Linked DNA regions of Sus scrofa: region 2 is linked to region 1. The links are chromatin contacts, called in public HiChIP or PLAC-seq maps. All regions are on one chromosome and are shown on one strand. The core of a region is the stretch at or near the end of the contact, and the rest is flanking DNA. Distances in the headings are between cores, read along the strand shown.

The links. HiChIP or PLAC-seq counts read pairs in DNA pulled down with a chosen protein or histone mark.
Region 2: an H3K27ac HiChIP or PLAC-seq map of skeletal muscle shows a contact between it and region 1. The contact joins the enhancer-like site here to the promoter of SCUBE2 in region 1. A contact is called at or near these places in 6 of 47 Hi-C or Micro-C datasets (brain, embryonic fibroblasts, fetal heart ventricle and 2 more) and 2 of 2 datasets of contacts at active chromatin or transcription factors (alveolar macrophages and skeletal muscle).

The regions. Positions count from the first base shown.
Region 1 is chr9:387,435-392,539 of Sscrofa11.1, reverse strand. SCUBE2 (signal peptide, CUB and EGF-like domain-containing protein 2) reads right to left here and starts at 2,734. Exons shown (of 21, transcript XM_021062256.1): 1 at 2,620-2,734; 2 at 1,499-1,621. The coding sequence starts at 2,734.
Region 2 is chr9:498,035-503,139 of Sscrofa11.1, reverse strand. It overlaps TMEM9B (transmembrane protein 9B), which reads right to left. Exons shown (of 9, transcript XR_002335506.1): 7 at 953-1,061. Among named protein-coding and RNA genes, the nearest start is that of ASCL3, 18 kb to the left of the region's middle. Within about 2 kb of position 2,994, at least 22 of the 83 cell types and tissues checked have an H3K27ac peak or open chromatin away from gene starts, as enhancers often do. A contact at or near this core is called in skeletal muscle, where this site is marked.

The DNA of each region.
Region 1 (5,105 bases), core at 1,485-3,984:
AGGTTCCCAGACTAGGGGTCTAATCAGAGCTGTCGCCGCCAGTTTACACCACAGCCACAGCAACACGGGATCCGAGCCGCAGCTGCGACCTACACCACAGCTCACGGCAATGCCAGATCCTTAACGCACTGAGCAAGGCCAGGAGTCGAACCCGAAACCTCAGGGTTCCTGGTCGGATTCGTTAACCACTGCGCCACCACGGGAGCTCCTCAACTTGCCACCTGTCATTCAATATTATTCACTAACTATGTACTTTACCCCAAAGAGGCCGTGGCTTGGTGTTCTCCCCCGAGAGCGTGCAGTGACTGGAGGTGACAAAGGGAACTCTGTTTTCCCCGAGCAGGGTCCCCACCTGTGCGAATCCCAGCACCGAGAGCGGAGCCTTCGACACGGTCAGGGGGCGGCACGGAGGGACTGGCAGAGACACGGCTCTGAGAGAGGGAGCCCTTTGGCCTCGCAAGATGCCGAGCAGACGAACCTGACCGGGAACCTGAGCGGGACACGCCTCCCCGGAGGGGAGAGGAAGCTTTGCTCCTGGTGCACAAAGGAGACTGCAGACACGAGGATTCCTCACCCCACCAAAGGGGGGCCCGGGAGACGGAGGGAATGGGAGACGCGGGGCTGGGGACCGAGCTAGGCTGGGATCTGACCTTCTTTCGCCCGCAGGCCACCTGTGCGAGCGTGCCCACAAAGCCTTTCCCAATCCCTGCGCGCCTCCGTGTCCCCATCGGTCGAATGAGAGATGGGACTGGCTCAGAGCGCCCCGGAGAGCCCTGCCAGCTCCCACATCCACGGGTTCCATGCCCCCGAGCAGCCCCTCCTATGAGAGTCCAGCCTGTGGCCCGTTCTCAACCTCAGAGTTCCTGAGAGGGGGCCGACCCCCAGGGGCCCAGAGCACAAAACGGCCGAGTCCAGACTTGAGGATCTCAGACCTGGAGCCCCAAGGACTGAAAACATCCCTCTGCACACGTCTTTCCAGGGCAAACCTGCAGCTCCAAATGAGGCAGGTTCTTGGCGTCGGTCCAAAGCCTGGCAGGTCACAATGCCAAACTGGAAAAGTCATGGAAAGACAGCCGCCGGAGCCTCACGCGAGAGCAGGCCCTGGCACTCCAGCTCCGGAGTGAAAGTGCCAGCTGCCTCAGGGAGGCGCCAGGCCAGCCTTGCTCTGGTGGCATGGCTCTCCCGACCAACAAGGCTGCTGACCTTCTGCCCCCTAAGCTGAGTGACTCGGGACCAAAAGATACGAACGTGCCTTTCGTTGTTGTTGTTGCTTTTAGAAGCTAGACAAAAGGACAATGCAGAAGCAGATAAAACAGTATGACCAGCCCTCAGGAAGACCCGATGTTCCCTGTCTCTTAAGGATCTGAAATGCGCTGCAGGGAGGGGCTGATGTGCTGGGGGGGGGCAGAGCAGCACTTTCACCAACATGAGCGGCCAGTGCAAGAGCTAAGGAAGCTTCCGCCGCTGGCGCCCCTCTGCTGGTCCCCAAGTCACTTACCCTCACACCGCCTGCCCTCCCCCTGGTAGCCAGGCCCACAGGAGCACTTGTGGGAGGTGGGTGTGTTCTGACACAGGGCATTGGTGTGGCAATCGTCCACCCCCTGGGCATACCCGTCCACATCTGCAAAACAGCACGGCAGCTCCTGGTAGGGTGTCCTAAGCCCTGGGTGGCCTGGCCCTGACCCCTTCCTGGCAACACCAGCTAAACCGCTTGGGAGCTCCTGGGATGAGCCTCCAGGCCCGGTTTCCAGGCACACCCTGCGCCCTCTGCCCAGGGTGCCCTCTGCCTGGGATGCCCTCTACAATGGCCTTCAGGACTCTGCTCAGACCCACCTCACCTAGGAAGCCTGTCATGACCCGGGAGTGTCAGAAGGCGACCCCTAAGATGTGTCACATATCACACCACCACTTTTCCTGCCTGTCTCCTGGGCTAGACGGCGTCCCGGGACCACAGCGCGGATCTGAGTCCCTGCGGCCTAGGCCAGCGCCTGGCACGTGAGCAGGCGGGGCAAGGGCCCGGCGGGGGAGAGTTGGAGCGGGCACAAGCGCTCTGAGAACAGAGCCGCTCTGCCAGCTTCCTCCGGGTTGGGGTCTGAGGCAACCCTCTGGCTCTGGGCTGGCACACACCCCAGACGCGCCGGGCCCCGGGAGAAGCGCTTCCCGGGCTGAGAGCGCTCCGGGGGCTCCTTCAAAACAAAAGCGTTTTGAAAGTATTTTGATTCCAGTTTGGGTGCAGAACGGGGTCTCGGCCTGTCAAACAGCGGCTGTTGCGCAGGGAGAAAACTCCCCGGGGCGGACGCGAGGCCCGCGGGCCACCTCTGGGCCGCGATGCCGGGGGCGCAGCTGCCTGGACCTCGCGCGGGCCGCGGCCGAGCCCTCGGTTCCCCGCCTCCGCCCGCGGCCGCCCGGCCCGCTCCCCGCGCAGACCGCTAGCGCGCCGGGGGCACGGCCATCGGGGCCGGGGCCGAGGCCGGCCGTGTCCCCAGGCCCCGGGCCTCAAGCCCGTGCGGGGGCGCCGCCTCGGCCCGGCCTGCGGGAGAGCCCCGGGCGAGCAGGACACGCGGAACCCTGCCGCCGCCCCCGCCCCGCGCCAGGTGCGCCCCGCGGCGGGACACTCACCCTCCTCCGGCGGCCCGGGGCCGGCCGCCCGCAGCAGCAGCAGCAGCGGCAGCGACAGCAGCAGCGGCAGCAGCGCCCGCGCCGCGCCCCCGCGGCGGCGGCCTGCGCCCCCCATGGCCCGCGCGGCGGCCCGGAGAAGAGGCGGCGGCGGCGCGGAGAGGTGAGGGCGGCCTGCCGGCCCCCCGCCCCCGCCCCCGCTTCGCACGGACCTCCCCCGCGCCCTCCCGCCCCCGCTCGGCCGAGGGGCGCGGCCGCGGGGCCCGGGCGGGGGCGGGCTCGCCGGGTGCCCCGGGCCCTCGCGCAGGCCCCGCAGCCTGCCGCGCCCCGGGCCCTCGCCCAACCTGTGCGGGGTCCTCCGGCTTGGCCCGGCTCCTCTCGGGAGGACAAACGGCGCTTCTGGCCTGAAGTAGGCGGACACGGGGAGCCCAGCAAGTGTCCTAGAGTCCCCAGATCCCAAAGCCACCTGCAAGGCTTACCTGCCTTTAGTGTGGATGGAATGAGAGCGACCGCAGACTTCAGAGTTGCTTCTCTGCTCCCCTGGCACACCCTGTCTGCCCCTTCCCCATCCTGCCCATCCCAGGCCCCCTTGCACCCCCTGCCCCCCAGTCCTCCCAGGACGGCAGTCCTCTTGTCCTAGCCTGGGGTTCGATGTCTCTTCAGAGCAGCCTAAAAGGCGAAGGGAAAGGAAGCGGGAGGTCGAGGGTGAGGCACCAGGGACAGGAGACCACCCCACTTTGCCTGGGGCACAGGTGGCACAGGTGGCACCAGCTGGACTTGTAAACCTCAGGTCAGCCCAGCTGCAGATACCGGCAGCCACCTGGGTCTGCGAGCAAGGCACCTTTACAAGGAAACACACCTACACAGGGGCACAGGTGACCAGAGCCGCCCCCCCAACCCCCAGCATCAGCCTCTCCCCAGGTAGCAGCAATTCCAAGGTGCGACAATCCACCGTACTCAGGGGTTTGCCTGTGCTTTGAGCTTCTCTGCATTTATTAAATTTTCCCTATGACTAGGTACATCCATACAGGTGTGTGTGTGTGTGTGTATACATTCCTTTGATAATCAGAAAAAAATAAACATCACAAAAAATCCCCACCGAGCTCAGGCACAAAACCTTATCTTCCTGGGGTCCACCGCCCTCCCCGGGCCCCCAGCCCCCTGCCCTCTCCGCTGCTGCCCCGCGGGGCTGGGACTGCCTCTTCGGGTCTTCATTGCTAGCGCCGCTGCTGTCTGCTGGAGAATCTGAGAAAATAAGAACTTTGCTGTGGTTGGTTTGTTTTTGTTTTTGTTTTGACCTCTTCATCCCCAGCGAAGGCAGGCAGGTTTTTTCTTTCCCTCCTCACTCTCGCCCCCTTTTGTTTGGTGCCAAGAGACACTCAGCTATTTCTAGTCCTAAGGGTGGTTTTACACATTTGTAAATCTTCACTAGGTGAACGGTTCTCTCCGTCTTTGTCTTTGTGTCCCTAACAGTGGCCATAAATTACCACCTTCTTTTCTCTCCGCTGCATTAAGCGTCATTGCTTTTGAAATGATCAAAGTTATTTTCCTTTAAAATCCAACCCAAAAGTGCCCACTGTGTGGCACAGACCATTTTGGCTCCAGTCAAAGCATCTAAATACACAAGGCTGCCCAGTCACCTCTCTAGGCGTCTTCTCCAGCCCCTTGTGCCGGGCAAGAAACCAGACACGCTATTCTTTGCCTTCACTGGTCCCCCGAGCTTATATTTTAGTAAGGATACAAAGTAGTTCTAAGACCCAATGTTTTTTTGCCTAAGAGAGTCAGTTTTTGTTGTGTTTCCTGGAAACGTTTACAGCTGGCACAGATCTCCAAAAATGTTCGGAATCCTATTTTGTTTGCCCTAACTTCCATACAGATGTGCTTTCAGCGGGTCAGCTCCTGGATTCCTGCGCAAACCTTTCTGACGCTTCCAATCAGTCAAGATGGTTAATAACTGGGAATTTCCATGGAGGGCTCCAGGGGAAATCTGTGCTCCAACGTCAGGGACCCGCTGCAGGAGGGGCTTGGCGGGCCCAGGGCCAGCGGCTGTCCGCCCTCTATTGTCCCCCTGAGGTCCCCGCATGGTTCCTGAACCTCCCTCTTCCCGCCCCAGGCTGAGAGGCCATGAACCAGACCGGAGGGGACAGGCAGCCCAGCCTGGCCGTCGCACTGGTGGGGGCCTGGGGCCCCAGGAAGACGGCGGAAGCGGAAACCACGTGCAGCTCAGGAGGACTCTGCGTTCGCTGCCCACCTCTCAGTGCCCCACTTTTTCGACTCTTCAGCAGCCTCTGGAAACTCCCTTTAGAAATGCTCTCTCCCTTGGCTCTTGTTTCCCTGCAGCAGGCAAGCTCCTGGTTGTCCTCCTAGCTCTCAGGAAATGCCTCCTCGGTCCTCTTCTGGGGATGCTCTTTCTACATCCTGGCCCTGATGCTCGCTCATTCCCGCGTTCCCGTGAGAGAAATCTCCAGCTCGGATCTCTCCTCTCAGCT
Region 2 (5,105 bases), core at 1,745-4,244, 110 kb before region 1:
TGAGACACACGCAGCAGGAGGGACAGTCAAGAGCTGGGGCAGAAGAGGGTGCATTGCAAACAGGCTTAAGGGCTCTGGGGGATAACAGGGATGTGCTAAAAAGCACTTTTACAAGGTTTAAAATCTGCTAATTTTTATAGAGTTGTACACTTACAATGAGTCACGTCTGGGGTGTGAACATTATACATAAAGTGTGCTTAAAAAATTCAACGGTGGAGTGATGCTTTCTCCCAGGAGAACACCGTGCTGGAGCAGGCGCCCCTGCAGGCTCTGTCACAACAGCAACCTTGGTAACCGGGGCGGCTCCCCACCCCAGAGCCCCCTGAGGCCTTTGGGGGGCCAGGAATGGGAGGCTCCATGTGAAAAAAACTGGGGAGAGGGAGTTCCCTTGTGGTGCAGTGGTTGGGATCTGGCGTCGTCACTGCAGCAGCTCAGGTCGCTGCTGCGGCATATGGGTCTGATCCCTGGCTGGGAACTTCCTCGTGCCGCTGGCGCAGCCAAAACAAATGAAGGAGAAGAACTGTCCGCCCCACCTAAAAGTAAGCGGACTCATCAGACGGCCCAGGTGCCGTGACAGTGGTCGCCCCTCCATCTGCCACAGCAGGGAGCACTTTGTGTGGCGGTGGAGGGGCTGGAAGAGAGGTCCGGGCACTCAGCTCCGGCCCGCGTGGCCCTCAGAGAAGCCGGACTAATTCTCTGGGAAACGCTCGGCACACGCAGCGCGTTCTCAGGCCGCGTCACTTGTCACGCCTGTGCGAGGCAGCCTCACGAACCCGCAGAGCATCTCGGGGAGGCCGACCGAGAGCGGGCCGTGATCCTTTTGGGGGGCTCTGGGGACGAGGGAGGAGACGGGGGACGGTGGTGGGGAAGAAGGTGGAAGAGCCCCAAATTTTCTTCCTGTCTAGACACCACCAAGATCCGTTCCAGAAGCAGATGGAATTTTTTTTTTTACCTTGATGGTAACGGAGCTTCTTTCCTCGTACTTGCACTCGCAGCGTAGACAGTATGCTTCCACGTCTGGCCCCCGCACAGGCATGGGATCCACAACATGAAGGCAGTCACTGAAACGAGACAGAATATTCCGCCTAAACCCAGGTGGACTTTCTACCTACACTGACAAAGCCTGTCCTGAAATCCAGAACACGCCTGAAATCACCCAGAGAAAGAATACAAAGAACACATAATGAGGAGGGGACTGAAGTCGTTTCCTCTATCAGTCATTAGCAACTGGGTGAGATTTAACAGTCTAAGAAACCATAAAGACCCGCATCCAGCAAACTGTTCACAAAAGTGCTATATTTAGGAGTTCCCTTGTGGTACCATGGATTAAGTACCCAGTGTTGTCACTGAGCTGATCCGGGTTGCTCCTGTGATAGAGGTTCAGTCCCTGGCCTGGGAACAGCCATGTGCTGGGGGTAGGCAGCCAAAAAAAAAAAAAAAAAAAGTGCTACATTTATAGTTAAAAATGTACCTGAAAGATCCCAGATGGGATTGAAAACTACTTAGCAGCAGATCAGTCATACTCAGACCTGTTCATTTGGCAGTAACACTGCTTCAAATGACGGACCTGGGGCATTGTTCAAACACTTGTCGACTGACTGACACTGCCCCCGCCACGGCGTGGTATGCGGATGGCTAATCACACCTCCCGGCCGGGAGGTCATGCAACTCTGAAAACCGAACACCAGAGTAAGAAACAATCACTTTTTAATGAGCAAGAGTCTATTTAAAAAACATGGAGAAGTAGGGTTCAGACAACAAAACTATTTTAAAATGAAGACTGATTAACTGCAAACAGTACATAAAAAATAATAAAAGGCTGAAAGTTCTTGTCGTTGGATGTTTATTTCCCCCCCACTTTTCAGGCCATGTATTTGTGATTTATGAAAAAGCAATTCTATCCAAAAAAGTCTTTTCCCCCAGATCTGTCAATTCGAGGACATTAAATTCTATTGCATTTGGAGTGGATAAGCAACGAGATTCTGCTGTAGAGCCCAAGAAACTGAGTCTGATCACTTGTGATGGAACAGGATGGAGGAATAATGTGAGAAAACATGTGTATCGTGTATGTGTAACTGGGTTACTATGCTGTACAGCAGGCGCTGGCACAACACTGTAAATCAACTATAATAAAAAATTTAAAATAAATAAACTCTTACTCTCCCAGCTGTTAAGAGCCCACTACTCTGACCACCTTCGGCAAAGCAGGCAAAGCTTTCCTGTCCTCCCGCAGCTGCTGGGCAATTTCCTTCCCTTCTGCCCGGCCTCCTTGGGCATTTCTGGCTGCCTGAGGAGCTCTGCTAGAGCCAATCCCGCCTCACGCCACCCGCCTCCTGGGGCGCCCAGCACTCCAGCTGACCCTCTCCCTTTGCCCTGTTCTTGCTCTGTTCCCTCTGAGCTGTGGCAGAGGAAAGAACACCCAACACGGCATGAATGATAGAAGTTCGGTTTTCCTTCATGGGTGACTTAATTTTAACAAAGGTAGTAACGAAAAAACAAGTCTGGCAGAATTTCAAACAAGAGGACGTTCCCACAACTCACACAATCCAAGTGTGTGACATTTGTTCCAAACACAGAGAAGATCAGGAGCACATCCAGCCGGATGCAGGCGTAACGCGGGCATTGCAGGGGCATCTCGCTCAGAGTCACAGGGGCACCCAGCCCTGCCGTCTCCTGCGCGAGGCCACAGAGCACACAACAGCCAGAAGGACCGGAAGCCAGGGCTCCTGCTGCCGAGGATGGCCCCCCTCTTTCTCTCTGGAACCTCAGAAAAACGAGGCTCATCGCCTATGTAACTCCTACTTCAGCATCAGAAGCCCTAGTGACAATACGTAGCAGTGACTTGGGACTCTACGTGCGAGTGTGTTAGCATCGAGGGTTCCCTGAGGCGCAAACATCGCGTCCCAGCCAGGCGACCCTGCGAGCCGTCAGGTAGAGGAGAGGCAGGAAGGGTGGCTCCGCTGCGGGTCACGGTAAACACAGAACCTCCAGGAACCGGGCAACACCGCCCCCTAGCGCCGAGGGAGGACGTGAGCCGCTCTCAATCCCACCCACCCGCAGCCAGAGAAGCCCAAGTTTTCTCTGGTTACTCAGCGAGTCAGTGAGGAAGGAAAGCTCATCACCGAACAGAATGGAGAAGGGGAAAGCACCCCAGCGGCTCAGAGTCGCAACTTGCCCTGCCTCCTAAAGTCGGTGAGGAACCCTCGGCTGCGTCTGGGAAACTCTCCCAAACCTAAAAGGCGCATCTGCAGGAGGGAGGCGCGGAGAGCGCGAGGAAGCCCCCAGAGCAAGCCTTGTTTCAGCTGCTGACCCCCAAGCTCCCTGTTCTCACCAGGAACCAGGAACAAATGACACGTGGGTATCTGTGCTCCGGAACAACAAAAACTCAGTGGAAAGACGGGTGCTGAGAGCTGGAACACAGAGGTCGCTTGCCGTTCAGGTGAAGAAACGGATCGTAAGTGCTCAAGACACTTGAGAAATTTACAGGAATACCTTATTTGAGCTTTCTTTTCACATAAAGTAACTTGCTGATACAAAACCTCTAAGAATAGCTAAATCACTTTGTAATAAGAGACAATTTAAAGGGCAACACAGATGCTCAGAAGAGGGTCTGAAGCGCCCGCTTATCAAATATCGGATTGAACCCGGATGCCTATCAGGGGGAGGGCAGCAGCAGCATCGGACAAGCTACACACGCTCAAAGGCTGCCTCTTCTTTTTCCGTCAGCTTGGGATATTGTAACTGAATGAATTTAATTCTGCTTTCAAACATCCAGGGCCACTCGGCTGTGAAATCGGGTGTATCGCGATGGCACGTTTGGAGCTCTTTTTCGTCCATGCCAATCCCAGCGACCTTCCGTTACAAACCATAAAGCGTCCCGGTCCAGGGGAAGGAACCCATCTGTCCTGCTACAGAACGGCTTCTCGACTGTTTCATGGCACGTGTAGAAAAAGGCCTCATTTGTAAAGCCCACTGGGATCAACGGAGAAGGCTGCCGGTGGTTGTACAGCCAGTCGGGAGCCCGTTGCCTCCCTGATTATGCGCCAAGGCCTCAAGGGAACAGTGACTTGGCACACCTAGAACCTATTCTTGGCACACCAAGTGGTAAACTCCGATACACATGGCACATTCCCGCTCCTTCCTGAGTCTTTTAACAGTTTTAAAGATAGTCTCCTATGTTGACAACACATCATCGAGGCCTACAAGCTGTGAAAATTATAACCCAGATAAATGAGGCTTGCTTACCTACCACGGAGAAGCAGGAGGGAGGACCGCCATTTAAGGGGACACAGAAGGGTAGCTCTTGGTAGTTCAGGTGCCACAAACTCAGCCCCATCCTAAGGTAGAAAGCCTGCCTGCCTGGGGCTTGGACTTTTGGCTACATTTGTTTAGGCTTACTTTCTGCACTCGGGGCCTCACTCCCACTTTGTCAAACAGGAACATAATTCATGGAGTTCCTGTTGTGGCTCAGAGGGTTACGAACCTGCCTAGTATCCATGAGGACGTGGGTTCAATCCCTGGCCTTGCTGATCTGGCGTTGCCCTGGGCTGTGGTGTAGGTAGCAGATGCAGCTGGGATCTGGCATGGATGTGGCTGTGGTGTAGGTTGGCAGCTGCAGCTCAGCTTCAACCCCTAGCCTGGAAACTTCCATATGCCCGGGTGCAGAGAAAGAAAGAAAAGAAAGGGAGGGAGGAAGAAAGAAATGGAATTCAACACATTTGCTTAAAAAGAAATACTTCAAAAAGAAGACAATACAGTGGGTGCACAGCCAGCACTAACAGTGACGACCACTGTTAAGGAAATGTGACCGGTGATTCCGTTATCCAGAATACTTACCAGTCCTTCTGGGATATGTTCTTATTATAAATATAACCAGAATTCTCTTTATAGGGAGGACAGATACATTTGCATCGGACATCTTCAGAGTTCTGTAACCAAAATGGAAACTTAATATAGCTTGTTGACAGTATATCATCAGTATTTTTAAAAACTGCAACATAAACGTTTTGCTAAGCATCCCCTGCCATGTGTTCTAAAACCATTCGCTTAAAATTTTAAATAACTTTGAGAGATACAAGTTTTTAAAAACCATCAATAATGCTAAT